Regions from separate parts of the Mus musculus genome. Here region 1 is linked to region 2. The links are chromatin contacts, called in public HiChIP or PLAC-seq maps. All regions are on one chromosome and are shown on one strand. Each heading gives the region's core, a stretch centred on a gene start, on an enhancer-like site or on the middle of the called end of the contact. The rest is flanking DNA. Distances are from core to core; before and after follow the strand shown.

Region 1 (6,506 bases), core at 2,814-5,313, 89 kb after region 2:
CTGCCTGGTCATGTGATCTCTCTCTTGACCACTCCTTTCATGATGCTCTGTGTCACACTGTGACTGAGCCAAAAGAACCTTTACCAAAGGACAAACGTTGGGGCTGCTCCACCTTGGATTTTCAACATCCAAAATAGTGAATAAAATACCCCCCTTTTCAGATTCATTTATTTTTATTTTATATCTACATGTGAGTGCCTGCATTCACGTTGGAGCATACTGTCTATGCTTGGTGCCTGGGAAAGCCAAAAGAGGGCATCAGATCGCCTGAAACTAGAGTTATAGCTATAAGATACCACGTGGGTACTGGAAACACCTTTAGTCCTCTGTTAGTGCTCTTGACCACTGAGCCATCTCTCTAGCCCCCTACCTCCTACTCCCTTTTGGTTTTTCAAGACGGTTGTTTCTCTGTGTAGCCCTGACTGTCCTGGAAGTTGCTCTATAGACCAGGCTGTCCTCAACCAGACACTACCGCATGGCTCAAATCCCTTTTTAAAAAGTACACAGTGGCTGGGCGGTGGTGGCATACGCCTTTAATCCCAGCACTCGGGAGGCAGAGGCAGGTGGATTTCTGAGTTTGAGGCCAGTCTGGTCCCAGGACAGCCAGGGCTATACAGAGAAACCCTGTCTTGAAAAAAACCAAAAAAAAAAAAAAAAAAAAGTACACAGTGTGAAGCATTTTTGCTGTAGCTATAGAAAACAGATACAATAGCTAAATACATTCCATTAAAAAAATTTTTTTTATTAGGTATTTTCCTCGTTTACATTTTCAATGCTATCCCAAAAGTCCGCCATACCCCCCCCCCTAAATACATTCCTAAACTCACAGTTTTTAAAAACCTTTTCCAAATAGTTTTCTGTCACTCATCTCCCTGGTCTTCCTTCTCTTTCTTGAACCCAGGACCTCATACAAACTAGGAAAGCAGCCTGTGACAGCACAGTCTCCCTTTTCTCACTCATGTTCACGTTCTTGAATACCCACTATAAGCCTGTAGGCCACCACTGTCATCGTCCTCCCTTCCCTTGACTTTTTATTCAAGGCATCTTCAAACACACATCACTTTCTATACTTAGAGTTTACAGACCATCTCCCTTAAAGCTCCACTAAGGCAGGCAGTATTTATGCACTGCTCTGACACCAGCATAAAGAGCATGGGCTGATATTTTATTATGTATTTGACAAATGAATGAAGTAGACTTGGCTTCTACGTTCTCACTCTGAGAACTCTAAATGTTCACTATTAGTCTCCTATGAGCTCCTAAAAGCACATCACAGAGAATGAGCTTAAGGTCAAACAGAGCTTCATGGTGAAGATCACTAAAGAGCTCCATCTCCCAAAAGTAAGAGATGAGAATGAGAAAAGCTTCCGGTAGGTGGCTCTGAAAACTCTGCTTCTCTTTGTTTTCCTATTACCACTTATAAGAGACAAAGCTAAGGAAGAATCACTTTGAAATCTACAAACTTTCAACTAAATCCCAGGAGCGAGAAGAAGAAATGGTCCTTACCTGCTGCAAAGAGGTTAAGGTTGGGATGGGCAGCCAGGACCCAGAAGCGATCATGATCCCTACGGAAAGTCTGAACCCCAGTCCTAGAAAACCAAAAGGTACAGAAGAAACCGTTAATCAAGGCTCTTCAGTACAGCATGCACAAGGAAAGTGAGTAGCAGGCCTGGAAGATGACTTTACAAGTGCACTGGAGACAGGGAATGCTGTGCACTCAGCTAAGGATCAGGACCACACCCACAAGGAACACAGTGGGAGGGAAGGCTTCACACTAACCCAGGCCTAGGCAGGCCAGTTTCTCCCTTGTCTCTCCTAATGTACTTTTAGTTCACATTTCTACCTCTTTAGCTGAACAATGAAGGGAAGAAAAAAATATACTCAAATTTAGAGGAGAAAAAGAATACAGGGAGATTTGTACCTAAAAAATATTGTTGCTATTTTAGTCTCTAAGGGTTTTTGCTGTTGCTTGCTTATTTATTTATTTACTGCTTTACAGCAGTGTGGATTACATTTATGGCCTCATGCATGACAGGCAAGCACTTTAACCACTAAGCAATACAGCCTTAGAACTTCAGAACACAGGACTTGGTTTTTCATCATGCTGAAGAGAAAAAGAAGTATTCTAATTTTTTCCTTTCCTTTTACAGATATTAATATTGCATAAGGAGTGTGTGTGTGTGTGTATGTGTGTGTGCGCGCACGCACGCGCGAAGACAAAGGATAAGACAAAGAAAGGGTCCTTCTCTTGGGTTTGGTCACATGACATAAATAATTCCCTTACCGCTTAGACATATCCCAGACTCGAATACTCTTGTCTTCAGAATTGCTGAGGATCAACTCTTGGCGAGGGTGAAAAACAGCACAAGACACATTGTTGTAATGGCCCCGGCAGGTGTCAACCTCCCATGCCTTTGATTCTGAAGAACAAAAGGAATTGTTATCACAATTCTCTGTAATAACTCTGGGATCTATAAATCCAACACCCATTCTTTAAAAAAAAAAAAAAGATTTTAGTTGTGTTTTTAGTTTTGTGTGTATTTATCTGTATGTGGTTTTTTGCATCTGAGTGTAGTATCTGTGGAGGCCAGAAGGCAGCCCTTGGGCCCCTGGAGCTGAAGTAACAGATGTCTGTGAGCTGCCTGACATAGGTGCTAGGAACCAAACTCAGCCCTCTGTGGGTCCACTGAGCCATCTCTAGCCCCAGCTTTTTGAGGAGACAAGGTTTTGCTATATGGCTCAGGACGGCCTTGTGCTTGTGATCCTCCTGCCTCAGCCATGCATGCTGATACTGCAAGACTATACCATCATGTACATGCATGCTGATACTGCAAGGCTATACCATCATGTACATGCATGCTGACACTACAAGGCTATACCGTCATGTTGACACTGCAAGGCTATACTGTCATGTATATGCATGCTGACACTGCAAGGCTATACTGTCATGTACATGCATGCTGACACTGCAAGGCTATACCGTCATGCTGATACTGCAAGGCTGTACTGTCATGTACATGCATGCTGACTCTGCAAGGCTATATCGTCATGCTGATAGACATTGCAAAGCTATACTGTCATGGACAGCTGTGATGATGCTCTTTAAATGCAAGTGCTAAGTACTATTGCAAAATGCTAAATCAATTTTCCCCAAATGGGACAATGTTTTTCATGTAAGTTTCTTCCTCTTTATTTTATGTTTATTTTTTTTAGTTACTTGAACCTTTTTTTGCGGGGGGGGGGGGGTGTCAAGACAAGGTTTTGCTGTTGCTCAGGCTACCTTTGACCTCCTAGGAATTGTACTACCTCAGCCTCTTTTTTTTTTTTAGGAAATCTTTTTTTTTTAAATTAATTAATTTATTTATTATATGTAAAGTACACTGTAGCTGTCTTCAGACAGCACCAGAAGAGGGCATCGGATCTCATTACGGGTGGTTGTGAGCCACCATGTGGTTGCTGGGATTTGAACTTCCGACCTTCGGAAGAGCAGTCGGGTGCTCTTACCCACTGAGCCATCTCACCAGCCCCTACCTCAGCCTCTTGAGTAGCCACAGCTACCTCAGCTCCAAAATTCCTGTTTTTCTGTACATCTCTGTTCTTTTATTATGTACCTCTACTGACTGTAACAGCTATATTAAATAATTCTTTATGCTTCTACTCTTATTTTATCCACATAGTATATGTATTACTTGCTGATTCTGAGAACAAATATAAACTCTATATCATGGAAATTTTGAGTCACAATAATATAAATATGGCCCTAAACACAGTCTAAAACAAAGCAGCTACTCACAATTTGTCACATGAACTTTTACTCTTGACTATGCTCATATCTCTCAAAATCAAGATACTGCCATGAGGGGTGTGGAGGGGAGGAAGAGACAATGATCATGCACTTAGGAATAGCAGTAAATAATCAACTAAGGCCTAAGGCAGAAAAATAGGCCAAAGTCCAGAAAACCTGGCTACTTCCCCTTGCTGGCTGGCTGCCACTTTCTTGGCTATGGCAACATCGCCAGTACCTTACTCACCATTCATACGCCAGATCTTCACTTGCCGGTCATCTGCCCCAGATACAATAAGGGGCATAGTCGGGTGGAAGGCAGCCCAGTTGACTCCACGGTCATGACCCTGTTAAAAAGAGAAAAAGTGGGTCTTCTACAACAGCTGTAAAAACACAATTCAAAGAAAACCATGCTAGTGTTTATAACAAAATGTGTCTGTTTCTTTTTCTGTGATACGGGCAATCAAAGTCAGGGCCTTACAGGTGCTGAAGTCAGTACTCTATCACTGATCTATTTCCTCAGCCTCTGAAATACTCAAGGCAAAAGACTTAAGAGATTGTGCCACTGTAGAGATCATTTGTTGATATTTTATTTTCATTTGACTTTTTTTTTTTTTGTAACAAACATTTGGGTTTTTTTGTTTGTTTGTTTGTTTTGGCTTACTATAAAGCTTTGAACATTAGAATAACCATATCAACATGTCCAATATTAATTCAAATTCTCATGGGATGTTGCAAACATTTCCACAAGGAAATTCAGCTTTGTTTATAGTTAGGTTTTCCTTACTTTTTACTTGTCTATATATGTTTTATTTCTACAAGTAATTGCAACATCATAAGGATAAAGATTTATAAGTTAACGCCTAAATTCTCAAATACCTTGAAAGAGTCCTAAGATCCCACTGGAAAATCTACAAGTTCAAAGCTATTTTTCAAATCCTACTAAGATTTTATTTGCCTTTATTGTTATTCTCCATGACTACATAGTGGTGTTTTCCACAGGATGCATTATAAGTGATGACATCGTTGTTCTGACAGCTAATAAAATGTATGCTGACAAAATCCACATTTTAAAGGTTCTCAGGTTTAGGCTGGAGGTGTCATCCAGTAGAAGGGCATGTGCACAAAAAAACAAAAACAAGGGGCTACAGAGATGGCTAATCGATTAGGAGCATTGATTGCTCTTACAAATGACCCAGGTTGGGTTCCAAGCACCCAGATACTGTTTCTAACTTCAGTTCCAAGGGATATGGTACCCTCTTATGGCCTCTGAAGGCAGCAGACAGACAGTAACATGGTACACAGATACACATGCAAGTAAAATACTCCTCTACATAAAAATAAACTAGTTAAATTAAATTCTTATGAAGCTTTAAGAGTCTAAAGGGCATAAAGTTAAGGACGCTAACTTCATGACAGTCTCTATGCTATTTACACGACCGTACTTCATTTCTTTGGCAGAACGATGCACATGGCAGTGTTGAGTGAGAAGTGTTAGGGTATTTTGTATTTGTAAAAACATGTGGGTTTTGAAGTTGGAGCCCAGGATTCAATGCATACAGCTGGACTTTGGGGAACTGTAATTTTTCTAAATCTCTTTTTTTTTCATCTGTGGGATTAAACAGTTCACATTTCAGCGAGTAGTTTTATAGTAAGACTTTAATTTTAGAAAACCTAGTTTCTTTTCTTAGGCTTTTCTATTTCCCACCATGAACAAGTTTCTTACATCTTACACATAACTGGCTCTTGGTACTTCTCACTGATTTTCTTTGGGATCTCTCCTTCTACAAGGTCTAAGAATGGCTTTGCTTCATGACAGTAATGGGACACATGTCCAGCTTTCTTCCTACTGGATTTACAAGATGCTATAACTCTCTCTGAGGTGACATGTAATCTTCCTTTCTCTGTTGGCTTACTTAAATTCTATTCCTCAAATCTCAGACGGTCTCTGACACTTAAATATTTGCTGAAAGAATTGAAAAATAAACGTGGGCCAGTGAGATGGCTCAGTGATAAACTGCTTGCTACTCAAGGCACAGTTCAAATCCTGGGACCCACAGAGAGAACTGAGTGCACAGAACTGTCACTGTGGACTCCTCACGGGTGCTGCAGCACACATGCCCACACACATCACACACTCATTTCCAGATGAAAATTAAATCAACAGCATACCGAGATTGTCTCTAGAGAGTAGCATACCCTCACCCACAGTGAGCGACAGAGATAAGTACCTCTAGCACATGCTTCACCACGGCATCCGTGGTTCCAAACAGATCAACGCCAGTTATTCCTCTCACATCCGACTCCACCGCACCAGGAGACAAGTTTTTCTTCCTTAGACCTTTGGAGGGTTAAGGAGTGGGATGAAAGATGCAAATATAATGTTATCAGTAAGAGCACAGTAGCAGAATCACGAAAGGTACAGCGAAAGACTAAGATAAAATGAAATGGGAAACTACAACTAGAGGGAAGGAAGAACCACACTCACAAGCCTACTTACCCCTCACTAGCTCTTCCCTAACACTCAACGATCCCTTAGTGGGAGCCAATCCAAATTCTGACACAACTAAGTTCATTAAATCTCACCTCCAAGAGCTGTCTATTTTAGATTAGTAACACTACCCATTCTTTAATCTTCCCAAAATGTGGCCTCAAATGGTAATCATTCAATGTCCACATTCAGGTTCATAAAATCTATACCTTTTTCTATCACCTTAAAATT
Region 2 (7,052 bases), core at 2,543-5,042:
AAGGTCGGCCACTGAGAAGATTGGATGCTTTAATGTAAAATAGCATCATCTCCTGAAGATGCTTTCTACCTTCTAAGCAGAAGCACTTCAGAGCTCAGGACTGTCCCAGAGATGCAGGGAGAAAGGCAGAAGACAGTGTTAGAGCAACACCTTTAAAGAGCTGAGCAGCAGTTATTCCTTCCTATGACAAGGAGGAATGCGAACAGTTACATGCACAAATAGAAACGAATGTCTTCAGCTAGCCACTTACTTCCTTTAACCCTGTCAGCTCAGTGGAAGCTTCAGCTGTCGGCGCCCAGATCTTCACATCATGGTCTAGGCCACTGGTTGCCAAAACAGGCAGATGAGGATGGGGCTCAAGACAGTTTACCTGGTTTGGAAGAAAAGCAAACACAGGCTCAGGAGCATGAGGTAGTACAGTTTACTGGGCTGAAGCAGGCCCCCTACCTGAGCCTGACCCCAATAGCCCTGGCAGTAGAGGAGATACAAAATGGATACAAAGCCAGTCTGTCTAAAGCATTTCCAATATTAACAGGAGGGGAGGCTGCACCCCTAGACACAGCCAACAGCACGTGACTGGCCATACTTACTGCTGGCTTCATAAGACCCCATTCACTACACAATCTAAAATTCCAACTTGCCCAAGACTGGAGAAAACAAACAAACAAACAACCCTCTTCAAGTGGCTTTCATCAAATGACATTTTTTTTTTTCAAAATTAGGAAAGCAGCAGCTGCCACTGCACGTCCGTCCAGAGAAGATGGGAAGAACGATTATCTGCACGAAGCACTGTTCACTAACTGAAGGATGTCAGGGCTGGGAGGAAGATGAACTGGGGCTGGGGATAGGAAGGGGGTTCGTGTCTGTTTAAGAACTCTGTATAATACAAGGCAGGCAACACCTTGCTACCTATTCTAAGGGCACAGTAAAGCCCAGCTACAGAAAAGCACAAGGTAACAATGAATCACTATCAGCCACCTTCACTCACTGAACAGTAGAGAAAAAAAAAAGAGTGGATGGCAGACATTTGGTCTCAGACAGTTTTCTTTTATCTGAAAGCACCATGCCCTCTGCTGTCTGACTTGAAGTCATGAACTTCCTAACAGCAGGGCAAGGCAGGGCAAGGCAGGGCAGAGTGGGATAGGGCAAAGCAGTTCCCATCCCCACCGGAAGAGCCAGTCCCAGATCTAGCTGCTAAAGCATTTTTGGGCTTTTAGTCAGATGAGGAACAGATAGGAAAAGCACCCGCCTTGCAGCTGCTCTATAGTCCAAGAAAATAAACCCTGGCAAAAAGCTGTGCTAGTTTCCTCTGGACCAACCTTAGCTGCGGTGCCTGCACACTCAGAGTATAGCTAAGGAAAAGGTAAGGCAGGCATGGAGAATAAAGATGACTTCATTTTCTTTAATCATGAGTTCACAAATAAAACAGGCTAGAGAAGGCCAAATCTAAGTCGGAGTTTAAGAGTTACACAGAAAGCCCTGTTTTCTAAGCCATTCCTATTTCACACAGGGGCTTACTGCAGTTCCTTTTAGACTATGTACTTGGGAGCTGGAGGAAGCACTAGAGAACAAACATGATGATACATGATGATACATGAATGGTATCAACAGATAACCTGATGACTTACACAGACAAACCTGACCTCATGCATCCATTCATTTGTTCATGAAATCTTGCTAAAGACCTGTCCTCTTGAGCTACCTCTGCTTTATCAACAAGTGGATAAAGGAACAATTCCTTGGGGCCTAAGCCTAAGGACAAAGCCAATGAACGGCAAGAGGATGAAAGAATAAACTTCATACAATACCTGAACTGGAGCCTGCAGGAGCAGACACAGAACCTCTGGGCCAGGGGACCAAGGGGCCTGGTCACTTCACCAGACCTGTCTCAACGCCAGCACTTATTCTGTCAATAATGCTTGCACAGAGAAAAGAACTCTGGCCTTAGAAGACTGGGCGAGGGGTGTAGGGGGTGGGATAGAGCATCCAAGTGCTCTTGGGAGAGTGAGGAGTTGTTCTTTGGCATCATCTCCCACTCTCGTTCCTGTGAAGATGAATGGGAACAAAGAAAGGATCCCAAAACAAGGATTAGGAGACCTGGGCAAGGTGCGCAATAATGTCTTAAGATCCCTCCGATGCTAACACTCTACTTTATGATATAGAATGCTTCATCATCTACACCTAGACTAGAGCCCAAGGTTGTACCAAAACCAAATGATCTCAGCAAGAACTAGGTAAGAATCATAGGAGTCATTCTGCTCACACAAAAGCAAGAACAAGTAAAGAAACCCTCTTCAGGGGTCATCACTACATCTCTTAAAATCACAGGAACTCTGGCCTAGGACCTACCTAACCGTCCCAAGCAGATGCTCTTCCCCACTGAGCGAGCACTGCATGGCCCTCTGAACCTGGGAACCACGGAGCTGAAGCACGCTGGCCAGCGGGATGCTTTGCTTCTGGGGCAGAGCGCAAGACAACAGTTTAGCATCGCCAGTCCTTCTGGACTCACTATGTGCGAACTGCAGAATTTCCATTAAGACTCCAATGTTTTGAACTTGTTACCTACAGGTGACAGAGGAGGAACCTCTGAAGGAATGAAAACTGAAGTAGAGAGCCTCTTACATTCAGGCTACAGAAGACAATCTATATGTCCTAGGTCCAAACAATTTAAAGGAAGCCAGAAAAAAATATCAAATATCCTCAGAAGCAGACCAGGAAACAAGAAGAAATGGGATCCTGACTGCCAAGGAAGCACTTTCAACTTGAACCCACTTTCTGGTAAGCATCACCAAGTCAGAGCTGGACCTGAAGTTCCAACTTAGAAGACTGCAAAGGACGAGAGGTCAAGCAACTTCGTCATTCCTGAGAGAATTTAGGTAAGCAAGCCATCTTGGATAACCAGTAAAGGAATCTTCCAAACTGTCTCTTCCCTTTCTTCAGTGACTAAAACCCTTGTTTAACTAGAAGGCTATTTAACTCTTTCCTAGTGCTAGAAGGGGAAGATAATGGTAATCGAGATGCATCAGAAGAGCGGACCACCCCTCAAGCTTTAACTTAATTTTCCTGATTCTTTTTTTTTGGGGGGGGGGGGTTGAAACAGGGTACTTGTAAAACTCAGATGCCAGGCAGACAATAATGTGACAATATTACCTAGCAGGCTCCTCAGCTGTTTTCTCCAAGAAAAACATGTATTATTACGTTTGCTTTCCTTTCTGCATCTACACAGGTGCATTAGGTGTTATTTGTATCCATTTAACAACAGGCATGACACGTTATCCCTAAATACAGCACGCATCGGTTAAGTCCAAGGATATTCTCTTAAATAGTGCATCAAATAAGTTTAATATTTAATTCCATGTCATCTAACTTACAAACTTTACTCATATTTCTCCAAAATGTTTACAACATTTCTTCTAAAATAAATAAAAATAAATGTGCATCTAGCTTTTCTCTGACCCAGGAATAAGCCACGGTCACCTTACCTTACTTAAAGAGACAAGGCACAGAGACATCTTGTTTTGACATTGTATAGGAAGGTTTGTCCCAAATTCATGTTTTCTTTTTTGGAAAAAGCCCATGCTTAAGAATTTTGCTCAGGGTATAAATTCCCCCTAAAATCCTTTAAAAGGGCAGAAGGAAGGAATAAAATGTTCCTTCAAAATCTCAGCACCCTCAAGGCATAACCCCTTTAGTGTAGCTATGTGGGTCTCTAAAACAAGTTACCATACAGCTGCAGTGACAATGTGGTGACCTACCTAAGACCTGCCTTACTGCCCTGAGACACTAGGGGGACAGCCAGTCCAGCAGCGCATACTCACCACACCTCCCTTGTCCCCTTCCATGAACTGAATAATCTGGCAAGATGACTTCTCCCAGAGGAAGATGTGCCCGCAGTCACTACCGCTCACCACAAACTCACTCTTGGGGCCATAGAAATTGACGCCTTTTACTGAAATGATAAATGAGGGAAGAAACCACCTAAGCCTTGGCACTGGGCCTGTATTTACCTCACTGAGAATTTAGTAATTCACTGACTGAGTCAGCCGAGTACCAAATACTTCTTTTTGTTGCTATAAAACAAGAAAGTGTATGTGTGATAGACAATGATTAGAATCGCACCAGTTACAGCGTCTTCACATTCTCTCAAAGTGCTCTATCAGCTGCCAGAGTCTGCTGTCCCTGGGCAAGTCCTATTCATTTATACTTTACCAGGTATAGGCCTCAAAGTAATAGCTTCTCTGTATTTTCAGGTCTGCCCACCCTGAGCCCTAAGATTATTTTTGGTATGTATTTTTATTTATTTTTAATGTTTTAAAAGTTTATTTTTATTTTATGTACACTGCTGTTCTGCCAGCATGTATGTCTCTGTGAGGGTGTCAGAGCCTCTGGAACTGGAATTACAGACAGTTGTGAGCTGCCCTGTGAGTGCTGGGAATTGAACCCGAGTCCTTTGGAAGGACAGTCAGTGCTCTTAACTGCTGAGCCATCTCTTCAGCCTCCTTGGTATGGATTTTACTGGTACTCAGTCATCAGCTGATCTGAGACTGACACGTGTATGTGACAGTCACATGCACCAAAAGCACATGAACAAGAAGTCACTGCAGAACTAAGTAAAAGTCAATGATAGGAGTCCACCTATTAAAGCCAGTTCCACATACCAGCCACAACACCGACACTTTTCCTTTTGCTTGCCCATGTAATGAAATCCAAATACAGACCCCTGCCCCTCTTTCCTTCTTACCTGTTCAAGAGAGGTAGTAAAGGTTACTAGTGGTTCCAGATCAAATGGTGACACGCAGCTGAGAGGAGTGGTGCCAACAAAGTGCAGGAGTTCTTTACCTTCTCTACGTTAGAACCAATTAGGATACTTTAAAAATCCCAATGCTCCGGCTTCATCCAGCACCAGTTAAATACAATGTGTGTGGGAGGAGGCAGGCATCAGCGCTCTTTTATTAAGACTGAAGTGAGTCTAGAGAGCCCCAATGTTTGAGAACCAGACGCAGAACTCAAAAGCTAAACTTCACGGGAAACAGGCCAGATATTACCACTATTCCTCTTACTTTGCTTTATTCAAAAGAATCATTCCTTTCTCTCCTCTAAAGATGCACTCTTACCCACATATGTAATTCAGCACTGCAGCTTTCTGTGGCTTTTTTAAAGGACCTCTGTGCCTACTCTACAGTACTTGAAATTACAGAAAACAAACAAGTCTAGCTTCATGCTTAAAGCAACTGTGGCAACATCACTGCAGTGCTATGGTACTGAGCGCTCCTGAATCACACTGAACAAAAGAAAATCCCAGCCCAACTAGGGACGACTTCTCACTGCCCAAGGTGACACAGGCAGTCTACTTAGGAAGTTCCCACTTACACAATGGAGAAAGAAGATAATGTGGGTTGTCACCGTGACTTGGGAAGGCAGACTGACCTGTAGCATTATTTCTATGGCCTTTGTATCTCTTAATATACTGGGCCCCATCACTGTGAGAAGAGTTGAAAAGGTAAATGTCTTCATCATTGTAACTGGCCAGGAGCTCTGCCAAGAACAAGAACACAGCAATGAAGGGAAGAGCTGAAAAGTGCAGGGACCAAGAGATTTGGGGGAATGGGAGATGGTCTGGGATGCGGTTTCTAGGTACCCAGATATGGCATCCATCTTAGTTTGGAGCAGCAGGCATGTAAGGTCTACAGTGAACACATTAGCAGCCCAGGGGTAGTGACACTGAGGAGATCACACCCTTTAACGCACTACTGAATCCAAGGTGTAAGGACAAGCCTGTGACCCGCATTTCCAAGGGTCGTCTGCTATAGTCTGCTATAGTCCCACTACATGCTCACCATCTGCAGCTATTCCCAGCTGTTCCACTTGGAGCTACAGTGCAGTGGTGAGCACTGGAGGGCACACGCCTCACTGGCTCAGCAGCTCCCTAGGCAGAGGAAGCACGCCAGCCTAGGAGCTAGGCCCTGCACACGTACCTGTGCCGTCGTGGCTGTACACAAGACAGGTGATGTTTGCTTTGGACTCACTGTTCACCTGCAATAAGGAGCAGATACCGACTGATACCCCCACCCCCACCCCATTTGTTATACCACCTTTGGGAATAGGTTTTTCTAGAAAATCCCCTATATCTTTCCCCAGAGACAGAGATAAATAGAAAGAAAGAGGTGGGGTGTGGGGGAATGAGCAAGTGAGAGTGAGGTATATAACTGAGGAAACATATCCACCTTAATAGCAGAGTCTTACTGAGGCCCTGTCTTGGTTCTCTTCTGGGTGCTAGCCATTTCACCTGCATTATCTCATTAGGCCACATGATGGTGCAAATTTCCATTTTGTTGCTGAGAACATTAGACTAATAGAGGTCAACTGGCTGCCTAAGATCATACACCTTTTTAAGTGAGAAGCCAGGATTAAATCTGTCTGGTTAAAATCTCTTCACATTATGGCCAGTAAGTTTGAAAGCAGCTCAGGATAAGGCCAGGGTCAGGGAGGTCAGGAGCCATTGCCCTTCGTGAATCTTACCAAGTGGTGAGGACAGAATTTTTTCAGGACTCCGTTGTTCTCATTCTCATCAATTTTCCTCTGGTCATAAATCCTATAATGAAAGAAGCAATCACAGTGTCAAAACTTACAGCATGATCCCCTGCAGAGTTGTGAAACAAAGGCTTTTCCGTACCCAAGCCTTTGGTTTATTCTTTTTAGCAAAGGTGTCTCCTCTCCAATCCATTTTCAAACGCTACCTTATCTAGGTATTTTCCACATCCTTTGCCGTCAGGGTTTCTCAGTGCCCTGGAGCTCACCAGTTAGACTAGACTGGCTGGCAAGTAAGCCCCAGGGTCCTCCTGTGCCTCCCTCTCCAGCTCAATCTACAAGATCAGTCTCCACGTGTTTAAGTGTGTTCTGGGGATCAAACTCGGGCTCTGTGTCTGAGAGCTGGGCACTTTATGGGTTGAACTATCTATCTCTCTTTTTCTTTTTTTTTTTTTTTTTTTTTGGTTTTTCGAGACAGGGTTTCTCTGTATAGTCTTGGCTGTCCTGGAACTCACTTTGTAGAC

What was found. HiChIP or PLAC-seq counts read pairs in DNA pulled down with a chosen protein or histone mark.
Region 1: an HNF4G HiChIP or PLAC-seq map of pancreatic cancer cells shows a contact between it and region 2. The contact joins two enhancer-like sites. A contact is called at or near these places in 3 of 15 datasets of contacts at CTCF or cohesin (CD8 T cells, large pre-B cells and stem cell-derived epiblast-like cells), 48 of 484 Hi-C or Micro-C datasets (B cells, the C2C12 cell line, CD4 T cells and 31 more), 6 of 115 datasets of contacts at active chromatin or transcription factors (double positive thymocytes, embryonic stem cells, epiblast stem cells and 2 more) and 4 of 9 other capture datasets (adipose tissue, embryonic stem cells, liver and 1 more).

What each region holds. Positions count from the first base shown.
Region 1 is chr1:172,097,293-172,103,798 of GRCm38.p6, reverse strand. Copa (coatomer protein complex subunit alpha) reads right to left here. Exons shown (of 33, transcript NM_009938.4): 7 at 6,016-6,125; 8 at 4,032-4,131; 9 at 2,285-2,420; 10 at 1,507-1,589. Among named protein-coding and RNA genes, the nearest start is that of Ncstn, 18 kb to the right of the region's middle. Within about 2 kb of position 4,063, at least 14 of the 459 cell types and tissues checked have an H3K27ac peak or open chromatin away from gene starts, as enhancers often do. A contact at or near this core is called in pancreatic cancer cells, where this site is marked.
Region 2 is chr1:172,185,836-172,192,887 of GRCm38.p6, reverse strand. Dcaf8 (DDB1 and CUL4 associated factor 8) reads right to left here. Exons shown (of 14, transcript NM_001357204.1): 8 at 6,520-6,592; 9 at 5,976-6,033; 10 at 5,428-5,535; 11 at 3,819-3,949; 12 at 251-370. Among named protein-coding and RNA genes, the nearest start is that of Pea15a, 17 kb to the left of the region's middle. Within about 2 kb of position 3,792, at least 33 of the 459 cell types and tissues checked have an H3K27ac peak or open chromatin away from gene starts, as enhancers often do. A contact at or near this core is called in pancreatic cancer cells, where this site is marked.